Regions from separate parts of the Rattus norvegicus genome. Here region 1 is linked to region 2. A link is a contact called in public Hi-C data. All regions are on one chromosome and are shown on one strand. Each heading gives the region's core, a stretch centred on a gene start, on an enhancer-like site or on the middle of the called end of the contact. The rest is flanking DNA. Distances are from core to core; before and after follow the strand shown.

What was found. Hi-C and Micro-C count contacts between places; a contact is called where the count stands out from the background.
Region 1: a contact with region 2 is called in a Hi-C map of liver, with 4 times the contacts expected there. The contact joins two enhancer-like sites. A contact is called at or near these places in 3 of 12 Hi-C or Micro-C datasets (Schwann cells, liver and mammary epithelial cells).

What each region holds. Positions count from the first base shown.
Region 1 is chr10:90,579,099-90,585,093 of GRCr8, reverse strand. No RefSeq gene overlaps it. Among named protein-coding and RNA genes, the nearest start is that of Mettl2, 13 kb to the left of the region's middle. Within about 2 kb of position 2,068, at least 3 of the 93 cell types and tissues checked have an H3K27ac peak or open chromatin away from gene starts, as enhancers often do. A contact at or near this core is called in liver, where this site is marked.
Region 2 is chr10:90,701,282-90,706,923 of GRCr8, reverse strand. Tlk2 (tousled-like kinase 2) reads right to left here. Exons shown (of 22, transcript NM_001191652.2): 8 at 1,445-1,540; 9 at 214-306. Among named protein-coding and RNA genes, the nearest start is that of Tlk2, 47 kb to the right of the region's middle. Within about 2 kb of position 3,788, at least 1 of the 93 cell types and tissues checked has an H3K27ac peak or open chromatin away from gene starts, as enhancers often do. A contact at or near this core is called in liver, where this site is marked.

The sequences.
Region 1 (5,995 bases), core at 819-3,318, 120 kb after region 2:
GTAAATTGAACATAGAACTACCTGAGGACCCAGCTATACCACTCCTGGGCATATACCCAAAAGATGCCCCAACATATAACAAGGACACATGCTCCATTATGCTCATGGCAGCCTTTTTCATAATAGCCAGAAGCTGGAAAGAACCCAGATGTCCTTCAACAGAGGAATGGATACAGAAAATGTGGTACATTTACACAATGGAGTACTACTCAGCTATTAAAAATAATGACTTCATGAAATTCTTAGGCAAATGGATAGAACTAGAAAATATCATCCTGAGTGAGGTAACCTAATCACAAAAGAACACACATGGTAAGCACCCACTGATAAGTGGATATTAGCCCAAAAGCTCAGAATACTCAAGATACAATTTACAGACCACATGAAGCTCAAGAAGGAAGACCAAAGTGTGGATGCTTCAGTCCTTCTTAGAAGGGGGAACAAAATACTCACAGGAGGAAATACAGGGACAAAATGTGGAGCAGAGACTGAAGCAAAGGCCATCCAGAGACTGCCCCACCTGGGGATCCATCCCACATACAGTCACCAAACCCAGACACTATTGCTGATGCCAAGAAGTGGCTGACAGGAGCCTGATATAGCTGTCACTTGAGAGGTTCTGTCAGAGACTGACAAATACAGAGGCAGATGTTCGTAGCCAACCATTGGACTGAGAACTGGGTCCTCAATGGAGGAGTTAAAGAAAGGACTGAAGGAGCTGAAGGGGTTTGCAACCCCATAGGAAGAACAATATCAACCAACCAGATCCCACCACCCCAGAGCTCCCAGGTACTAAGCCACCAACCAGAGTACACATGGAGGGACCCATGGCTCCAGCCGCATATGTAGCAGAGGATGGCCTTGTTGGGCATCAACAGAGAGGAGAGGCCCTTGGTCCTGCGAAGGCTCAATGCCCCAGTGTAGGGAATGTCAGGGAATGGAAGAGGGAGGGAGTGGGTGGGTGGATGAGGGAGCACCCTCATAGAAGCCAGGGAAGGGGGGATGGGATAGGGGTTGCCAGAGCGCAAACCAGGAAAGGGGATAACATTTGTAAATAAATAAAATATCCAATAAAAAAAGGGAGAAATTTGGAGATGAACTTCAGAGGCAAGTCTCATTAACACATGACAAAAGATGAAAGAGAGAATCTTAGATATTGAAGGTAATATGAAAAATGAATAACTAGGTCAAAAATAATGTTAAATTAAAAAAAAAAAAATCTCGGCGCACCACATCCAGACAATCAAGGACCAAAAAAAAAAAAAAAAAAAAAAAAAAAGAAAAAGAAAAAAAAAGATATTCTATGGAGGTGTGGTGTGGTGTGAGGAAGGGGGTGCTTCTGTGGGCCCATGCTGAGGCATCCCTTTCTCTCAGTCACCAGCCACATGACAGTAAATAATTAGAGTTTATTCAGGGCATGGGGAAGGGAGTTAAGAGGATAACAGAGGCAGAGAAAGGCAGGGGGAGGGGGAGGGGGAGGGGGAGAGGGAGGGGGAGGGGGAGGGGGAGGGGGAGAGGGACAGGGAGAGGGAGAGGGACAGGGAGAGGGAGAGGGAGAGGGGGAGGGGGAGAGGGACAGGGAGAGGGAGAGGGACAGGGAGAGGGAGAGGGACAGGGAGAGGGAGAGGGAGAGGGAGAGGAGGCTGAGCATTTGCGTGTGGACAGAGAGGGGGGAAGAAAAGGCAAGAACAAGAACAAGAGAGCAAGAGAGAGGAGGGGGCAAGCAGCCCGCTTATAGTGAGTCAGGCACGCCTGGCTGTTGCCAGGTAACTGTGGGGCGGAGCTTAGACAACCTGCTAACAGCTGCGTTACAGGTAGTTGTGAGCTTCTTGATGTAGGTGCTGGGAATTGAATTCAGGTCCTCTTTTGAGAGCGGCTCCTAACCTCTGAGCAGTCTCTCTATTCCTCTAAATGAGTTTACACAATGTATTTTGTTGGCCTGTGCAACTATTTTTTTTTTTTCCAGTATTTGAAGGAAGTTCAAAGTTTTTTGAAAGGAGTTTGGAAGACAGGGCTGCAAGGTTTCTGCCTGTGGTCAGAATACATTGAGAATTATTTCAGAGGCTTTGAGGCGCTCCCTGGTGGAGGATAAAGATACAATCAATGCTTGGAAAGGCTAAAGGCTGTTCGGAGATTGCTTTGGTTGTTAGCCAAGGACAGAGTAGTTAATCATTTCATGACCCACCCACCTCTAACCCCATCACCCTCCCAACCCCTCGTTGCAGGCAATGCCAATTCTGGGCCATTTAGGCATTTGCTGTGGAACAAGAGCTCCTGACATCTTAAACGCTTCTTTTTAACTTTTTTTTTTTTTTTTTTTGGTTCTTTTTTTTTTTCGGAGCTGGGGACCGAACCCAGGGCCTTGCGCTTCCTAGGTAAGCGCTCTACCACTGAGCTAAATCCCCAGCCACTCTTTTTAACTTTTACAGAGCATGGCCAGTCTTTTTAGCAGCTATAAACGGATTTAACAACCTCTTTTTGTTGTTGTTGTTGTTTTTTCTTTTACTTTTCTTAAAAAAAAAAAACACCCAAAAACCAAAACCAAAAACTTTTGATTCTTTGTGAATTCCATAGCATGCAATCCCACTGATCTCGCCTTCCTTCCATATTCATCTTCTGCCTTTGCAATCTACCTCCCCAAAAGAAAACAAACCAAAAACCCATCTCTCTGTGGAATCGGTGGTGTGTCACACAGTCCACTCTTTTGCTCAAGCAGCTTTACTTGCAAATGCCATTGTTCTGTTTGGCACCTCTGGCTTCTGCTGTATCCTCGCCAGGACTCCACTCAGATATCCTGTTGTTGCCCTGTGCCACGGAGGTCCTGCAGGACCGGCCCCTTCACATGCTCCAGCAATTCATAAAGGGGGTAGATGTTGGGGTGGGCCAACAAAAACCCCTGTATCTGTCCCACCTTCATCTCCCTAGTGCTGGGGTCACAGCCATGCTGTCACATCTGTGCCAGTAGCCACATTATAAGCACACTTTTAAACTTTATAATAGTTTAACTTAGTAACAGCTCGGGGAATTTGTTTCAGTGTTTGGAACATCATTGTAATGACATTCTGGTCTTATTTTGAATAGCTGTAGCATGATTTATTGACATTAGGCTGTTTTAAGTTTCTGGCTATTACAAACTCAGTCTGGCCATGGTGGGTGGTGCACACTTTCAGTACGTCTGCTCAGGAGGTGGAAGTTGTAGGGTTGCTTGAGCCTGGAACCAAAGGCTAGCCCGGGCAACAGAGACCCTATCTATTAAACATTCATTTTTGTAACCTATTTTGTCTATTTGTGACAAAATTGACACATTTCCTCCAAGAGGGAGAAGGGAAGCTTCTAAGACACTGGGGAGCTTAGGAAACAGAAAACTCCCAAGCCACTTTCCCTGGGTAATGTAAGCCCCAAACAACTCCTGGGAGAGAGGAGTCATTTCTGAAAGCTGGGCAGGGAGCTCTTGGGTGTAGCCTTTGTGAGTTACCCATGCTGGCGTGGCCTTTTCAGTGCTGCAACTGCTAAGGGTCACCCGTGCTGTGTGTCTGTGCTTCTGTAATCCCTCCCTCACACTCCTGTAAGTAGCTCACTGATTCATCAGGCTGGTCTTGGGTGGGAGAGTGTCTTTGGTCATTTCCCTATCTAGGCTGAATAGATGTTTGCTCTCATCTGCCCTGACAAAAGTCCCCAGCAGGCACTGCTGAGCCACTGGTTATAATTAGATCTGTTACTAAGACCTGAGCAAGTCAGGAATTCTATCTGCTACAGATCTAGATCCTAGAACAGGGCCTGGCACACAGAACGCAATTTAGCAAACTGGCGAGTGAATGGATGGATGCCTGTCCCTGTATGTGTCCCAGCAGAGGTGTCAGTTGATACCACCATCCGTAGCCTGCAACAGTGTAACAGGGAGATGGGTGTGCTCAGTAGGTTAAATTTTTTTCTATCAGAACTCCTTAAAAATATCTTGTCCTGTATCTCACTGATTCAGAGAAACTGCAGTAATTCTAATATTTTACATTATGCTTTCTTTTCAGACAGGACCTCCTATAAGTTAGACTGGCCCTGAATTTGTCACACTGCAGCACTATCTTGAACTCCTTTGGTCTTATCTTTTGGTCTTTGCTTCCAAACTGCTGAGATTATAGGCACGTACCACTGTGCCTAGCTCCTAATTCTATATTTCCGGTCATGCTGTTTGTAACACACATAGCTATATAAAAATATTTTCTTTTTTTTTTCCCTTTTCTTTTTTTTCAGAGCTGGGGACCGAACCCAGGGCCTTGCGCTTGCTAGGCAAGCGCTCTACCACTGAGCTAAATCCCCAACCCCTAAAAATATTTTCTTAAAACTAATAATCTTACCCTTGGGTTAGAAAATATGCTTAAAACTAATAATCTTACCCTTGGGTTAGAAAATATGGGGGTTGGGGATTTAGCTCAGTGGTAGAGCGCTTGCCTAGGAAGCACAAGGCCCTGGGTTCGGTCCCCAGCTCCGAAAAAAAGAAAAAGAAAAAAAAAAAAAAGAAAATATGGTTACTTTATCAATGTCTTCCCCAAAAGTATAATTATAAAATAATATTTATTTTTAATTTTAAAATTATATTTATGTACCTATTTATTTAGTTACTGGATATACAAAAGGTGAGAAGACCACTTGCGGGAGTTGTTTTTTTCCTATCATGTAGACTTTGGGGATTGAACGCAGGTCTTCAGGCTTAATGGAAGGGGCCTTTACCCACTGGGCCATCCTGTGGGCCCCTGCACTTATATTTTGAGATTGAGGTCTTACTGTGCCGTCCAGGACAATGTTAAAATTACCAGGCTCAGACATTACACACAGAGACAGACCTTGAAACACACAGCTATCAATGGGATGTCTCCATCAAATCCCTCCACTCAGAGCTCAGGGAACCCCCGGGGAGGAGGAGTAGCCAGAGTGGGTGGAGAGCACAAGGAGAACAAGGCCCTCTAAATCCACTGAGCAAAGCTCACATGAACTCACAGAGACCGAAGCAGCAAGCACAGGGTCTGCGCTTGGTCTTCTGTGTATACGACGGCTTCCAGTTCAGTCTTTTTATGGGACATCTGCGTGTGTGAATGGGTGGATCTAATTCTTCCTGAGCCTTCTCTCGGGGCTCTTTTCCTTTTCGTGTTTTGTCTTGTTCAGTGATAGTTTTTGTTTTATATTTTATTTTGTTGTTATCGGTTAGAAGTCTTTTCTAGTGAGCGACAAGTGGATCTGGATAGGAGGGGAGGTGGGAGGAACCGAGAGGAGTGGAGGGAGGGTGTAAGTGAGGGGGTCTGGGGGTACCTGGAAGAGAATGGGGGACAAGAGACATGAAGAAGGACGCCAAGACAAGAGTCTGATCAAGGTGACAATTTTATTTTTCCCCAAGACTGAATTTATACCATAACATGGGTAACAGAGGGAGGGGGGAAGTAAGAAACATTTATGCAGGACAAGGACACAGTATTCATGTGGTCAGGGAATCGGCTGATGTTGACAGGATGTTAGAAAGGTCACAGGTTTGTTATATTATTAGTCAGCAGGAGAACTTTATCATATTATTATTTATCTTGACCACCAGATTTGTATTAGTCTTCTGCAGCTGGCTGGGGATTTTCCATGAACCCAGTCATACTTAAGGCTAACCATAATAATAACATTAACAATGGAGGGCTTCAAGGGCATCGCTCCCAACAGGAAGGGAAACTGTAAGCAGGATATAGTGAAGGAAAAATATTCTATTTTCAATAAATGGGGGAAAAGAAGATAAAGGAAGGCGGGAAGGAAGGAAGAAAGAAAAGAGAGAAAAAGAAAGAAGGAAAGAAAGAACGAAGGCAGGCAGGCAGGCAGGCAGGCAGGCAAGCAAGCAAGCAAGCAAGCAAGCTAGCTACTGGGCTCAGTTGATCCTCCTGTCTCAGCTCTTAAGCAGTTAGGCATATAGGCATGTGCTAATGTCCCTAGAAAAGATTTAGGCTTTTGCCCTAAGCATTGCCTCTGA
Region 2 (5,642 bases), core at 2,539-5,038:
ATTTGGTTCTCTAACATAAAGCCAAGTATCAAAATCCTGCATTGCAAATTCTCCAACTTAAAGAAGGTATTTAGAACGATATGACTCCAGTGCTTCCTCAAATGGTCCTTATTCACTGTGTTAATTGTCTATCGTAATTATCTACAATGTGCACATGATCCAAGTATACAGAAGTGGTGCTTGTTATAAAGTCTCTATATACTTTATACTTACTCTTAATAAATCATCTATTCTTCCTTCCTTCTTCTCTAAGTCAGAGTTCTTACTGTTTTCTAGTGCAGATATTTTTTCTATTGTGAGGTCAGACTACAAAGACAAAAGTACACAAATTTAGAATTAGTCACAACACATTACATGCCATCACACTTTCCTGCTTTCTGGAGAACCACTGGCTAACATGAGCAGCTGGACAGACAACTCAGAAATGAAATCTACTTTCCTCACCCCATCCTTCAAACCTTAGCAACATCCACAAAACTTGCACTGCAAAAACATTACTTTTGGAATTAACTATACAAATTCTCACAATACTGTATATTGAATAAAAATTATTTGACACCATAGAATTGAAATCACATTTTCTAGAAAGGATTTTGGGAGACAGGAAGCAAAGTTTCGAGGAACAAGCGTGCCCCCTAGTGGAAACAGAAAGAAAGTGGAAAAGCAGAAAAGTCCTGAGTGCTCAACTATCTAGGCTCTTCCATGTCCAAACACTAGTGGCTCCGACAAAATAAAAATTTCTTATCTAGTTCTTAACTGACAAGCATCCTGTGTTGAGGGGAACACAGACAAGAATACCCAATAAACTAACTTAGAAAAATACAATCGGAGCCAAGATCTACTATCCTTTTCAAATATAATTTCCTTTTTTTCTTTTTCCTTTCCTTACTTTTCTGGGGACAGCCTGAGCTGGCCCTGAAATCAAGATCCTCTTGCCTTAGTCTCCCCATTGCTGGGATTTACAGGCATATGAAAGAAACACTATGCTAATGTTTAGAATAGTCTCTACATTAGAACATTTCTGAAGACTGTTTAAGAAGAAATTTTGTTGGTATAACATTCTCAAAATACAGGAGGAAATAAACTATTTCTTTAAAATTAACATTTATTGAAAGCCTCCTGTCACTGCCTAAGGTGACTGGAATCACTCACCTAATTTTGCATTATATTAAATGTAAACAACAGAGCCAGAATTTGCACCTAGGCCCAGAGGCCTTCAAACTTCGTGCTCTTGTCTCCATACCATGACAAAGCAAAATCATGCCTACTACATACCACAAAGGTGAAGAAAAGCCTGTTAAAATTCTTTCCAAAGGACCAGAATTCCTCACAATGCAAGTTCTGAAGAGACTAACAATGGGTATAGTCAAAGGGGAGAGTCAGACTTTCTACATGGTTAGGTCAGGCCTACTCCTGAGTGAAGCTCTGCAGGGCCCCCACCTACCTGGGTCTGCCTGTGCTGGATGGAGATCTGTTTCTGGGAGCTGCAAGAATGTTCTGTATTGCCAGACCCCGTGGACGAAGGGCTGTTTTGTTGAGCCTATAATAAAAGTACATCACCAATCACAGGAAAGTTTTGCATCTTTCTCCAAAAGTGTGTATGAATAGAAACATATACCTCTTTATAAAACAAACCCTTTTATGCAAGTTAGGAGTCATGGCCAAGAGGAAAACAAAGCAAGTTAAATATGAGATCCAAAAGCTGGATATGGTATCTTCATGTTTCTGAAGGTAAGCTTTAAATAATCAAATGATCATAAATTATTTTATACGCAAATTATAGACTGGGTAATAACTCCTATAATTAGTTTTGCATGTAGGTTTCAGTGTGCCTTTGTCAGGAAAGGTGAGTGATGTATACAGTGCAGGAGACACATAGTCCAAGCAGACAGGACTGGGAAACGCAGTTAGAAATGGCTATGCCATTTAAAGCACTCACTGCTTACACCTGGGTTCAGTTCTCAGCAGCCACACCAAGTAGCTCACAACTATCTCTAAGTCCAGATCTAGGGAAGCTGGCATCCTCCTCTCCTCAGGTACTTGCATGCATATAGTGCACATAAACTCACAGACATACTGACTCAGAACAAGTGAATAAACAAGCAAGATTTAAGAAGGAGAACAAAAAAAAAAATAAAGTAAATGAAGCTTAAAAAAAGGTTGGAAATACTCATAAAAGTCTCTTAAGTTACAAATACCCATGAGCAGAGAAATTAAATATTAAATAAATAAATTAAATAAATAAATGTTAAATAATTCTGGGTTGCTCTGTAATACTTCTTTCTACTTGCTGACTTGACATATAAACACATTTTGTGTTTGTGTGATATATATGTATATATAACATGTTTCTATGTGTGTATATGTATATATATGTATATATAGATAAGATATATAAATATTAGTATGTGTATGTGCCCACACTTGCCAGAGGTCAATGTTGAGTGTCTTTCTCTCTCTCTCCACCTTATTTTTTGAGACAAGGTCTCTCTCTCTCTTTTTTTAAAGATTTAATCATTTATTATATATAAGTACACTGTAGCTGTCTTCAGATACACCAGAAGAGGGCATCAGATCTCTTTACAGATGTTTGTGAGCCACCATGTGGTTGCTGGGAATTGAACTCATGACCTCTGGAAGAGCAGTCGGGTGCTCTTAACCGCTGAGCCATCTCTCCAGCCCCCAAGGTCTCTCTTTGTATCTGAAATTCACTGATCTGGTAAGACTAGCTGTCCTGCATGCTTCAGGTATTCTCTTGTCTCTACTTCCTCCTCAAATAAATATCAGTTTTTAAAGAGCAATGGAATCCAGTACATATTTTACCAGATATATAAATGACTAATAACTATAATAACCAAATAAAACAAAATATTTGTTACCTGCTAGATATAAATGAAAACCACAATGAAATAACAATCTGTACTCTCTCGGACAGTTAAGGAGAAGTATCATACTGATGGGAGTGTGGAGTACTTGTATAGGGGGGGAAAAAAAATCACTCAATTCCTCGAAAGTAGCTACCAAGTGACCAGTATGTCAACCCTGAGCGCATACTTAAGGAAAAGAAAACATGACCTCCCCAAAAGCAGCTTTCAGATGAGTGCTCACAGCAACAGAGTGTCTAAGATCTAAACACTGAAAGCCACCCAAACCCATATCAACTAAGGAAAGAATAATAAAGCTAATAGTAACAGGAACACCAAAAACAACCGTTACATTCATGAATGCTCCATCCACAAAAAGTCATGAAGCCAGCACTAGGAGTAGAGTTTAGCTGGACAGCATATGCTTAACATGTGCCAGACTTGGGGTCAATTCCAGCACATATGATGACACATAAAAACAAATCCACTAGACGGTTACAATAATCAAAAAAAAAAAAAAAAAAAAAAAAAAAAAAAAAAAAAAGCTGAGACAAGCAGTACTCAGGACAATGAGGCTGGAGGCCATCAATTCCAAACCAGGTTGAACTAAATTTATGCTTAAGACCCTGTCTCAAAAACCCAAAACATACAATAAAAAAAGGAGAAAGCTCTATGCAGCAGTGGATGGCCTTGTTGGACACCAATGGGAGAAGCCCTTGATCTTGCCAAGGCTGGACACCCCCAGTGTAGGAAATGTCAGGGTGGGGAGGCAGGAAGGGGTGGGTGGATGGGGGGGAACACGAGGGTGTTTAGAGAGAGAGAGAGAGAGAGAGAGAGAGAGAGAGAGAGCACTATCTGCTACCATCTGATGAAGTGAATACTGAGCCAATTTCCTACCTCAAAGATTAAATATTTGTAGCCAGACAGAGAGGCAGGCAGAACTCTGATCTACAGAGCAAGTTCCAGGATAGCCAAGGACACACAGAGAAATCCTGACTGGAAAAAAAAAAAAATCAAAAATAAAGCAAAATAATGCTGAAGAATTGGCTCAGGAGTTGGTAGCACACTCTTCCAGAGAGAGAGAGAGAGCATCAGGCCCTCAGCACCGTGCAGCACAGCTGGCTACCATCTGTAATTCCAGTTCCAGGGTACCTGGCAGACACCTCTAGGAACCTGTACTACTCATGCACACAGACCTCTCATATACACATATATACATAATTTAAAATAAAGATAAATCTTTACAAGAAGTAAAATTCAACAGTGAAAGGGCTGGCTCAGCTGGTAAAATGCTTGCTGAATTCAGATCCCTAGAAACAGCTCAACAGCCAGGCTAGGCAATTGCTGAACTCCATGTTCAGTGAGAGGCCCTATTACAAAAAACAAAGTGAAAGTCATATAGTAAAATGCCAACGTTTACTTCTGGCCTCTATATGCTCTTATACACATGTACACAAACATATACAAACACGTACCACACACACAAATTTAAGAAGTAAAACTGACAACTAAAACTTGTTAAGCGTGTACAAGACCTTAATTTGGATTCTTAGTATTAAATGGGGGAGGGGGGTTGAACTTTTAACAATATCTGTATAAACCAGGTGTTGCACACCTACAAATGCAATACTTATGAAGTGGAAAAAAGATTGAAAGTTCAAGGTTACCCTTGCTAGACAGTGAGCTCATGGGGCCTAAGCTGTATCCCTTTAGAAGGGGGAAGGGGAACATTTTGGTCTTTGCCCAGCTTTTGATTACAGCCTCTGGGTCCATTTGGCACCAAGGCAAGAAGTCTATTAAAGTAAATTACTCCAAGTAGAATAACGTAGAGAACTGACCCAAGACTCATGTATGCTAGGCACACTGCCTAGCACCACACCTCCAGCTACCTGTATCTTCATAATAGACTGAAGGTTAGCACACTGTACTGAAGCAGGAAGAGTGAAGACATGGAGTGAAGAAGTGAAATGCAAGTCTGAACAGCTGGAGAAAATGACAAATGCAGAGTGACATCAGGACTTGAGGGACCAGTGGAACCTATCTTAAAGCATAGACCAAGGGGAAACATGATGGGTCCGATACTAATTCAGGAGAACTGAATGGATTTACTGTGTGTTTACTAGAATTTAGAATATGACAGCGATGTCACAGGAGAGAGGGACTACCAAGGCGGTTTGGGAGTAAACTGTTCTAGCAGGAAGAAAAACATCCCATGAGCTATGCAGAAAAGTAAAAGTAAAATATATGAAGACTGAAGTGGACTTCATATAAAAGCTAAACAGCCATCAAACAGCTCTGACTTTGAGAACAGGAAACATCCCTTGAACATTAAATTAGCTTGTGAGTATGTATCAGCATACAGAAACAAGGAAATTCACCTAGGGCTGATCCAGGGTAGCCAAATAAATACTGGGAAGTACCGAAATGCCTGCCGAGAACATAATGGGAAATTCTTAAGGTGAAGTACTGCCTGTGTCTCCATAAAGCACAATCCAAGAGATCCACTAAAAGCAAAGATGCCCAGAAACAGTGTGTGTGTGTGTGTGTGTGTGTGTGTGTGAGAGTGTGTGCGTGAGAGTGTGTGTGCGTGTGCGTGAGTGTGCATGTGTGTATTGGGGAGGGCTCAGAATGAAGGATTACAATGACTTTCAAGTGCATACATTTTCTTTCATGAAGCTTAGGACTTTGTGTGGTGATGGATACACATACGTTATGCAGATGTTTAGAAGATACACAGGAGTGACCCACTTCACCCTCCTGTGAGCTGGTCTGTATGAG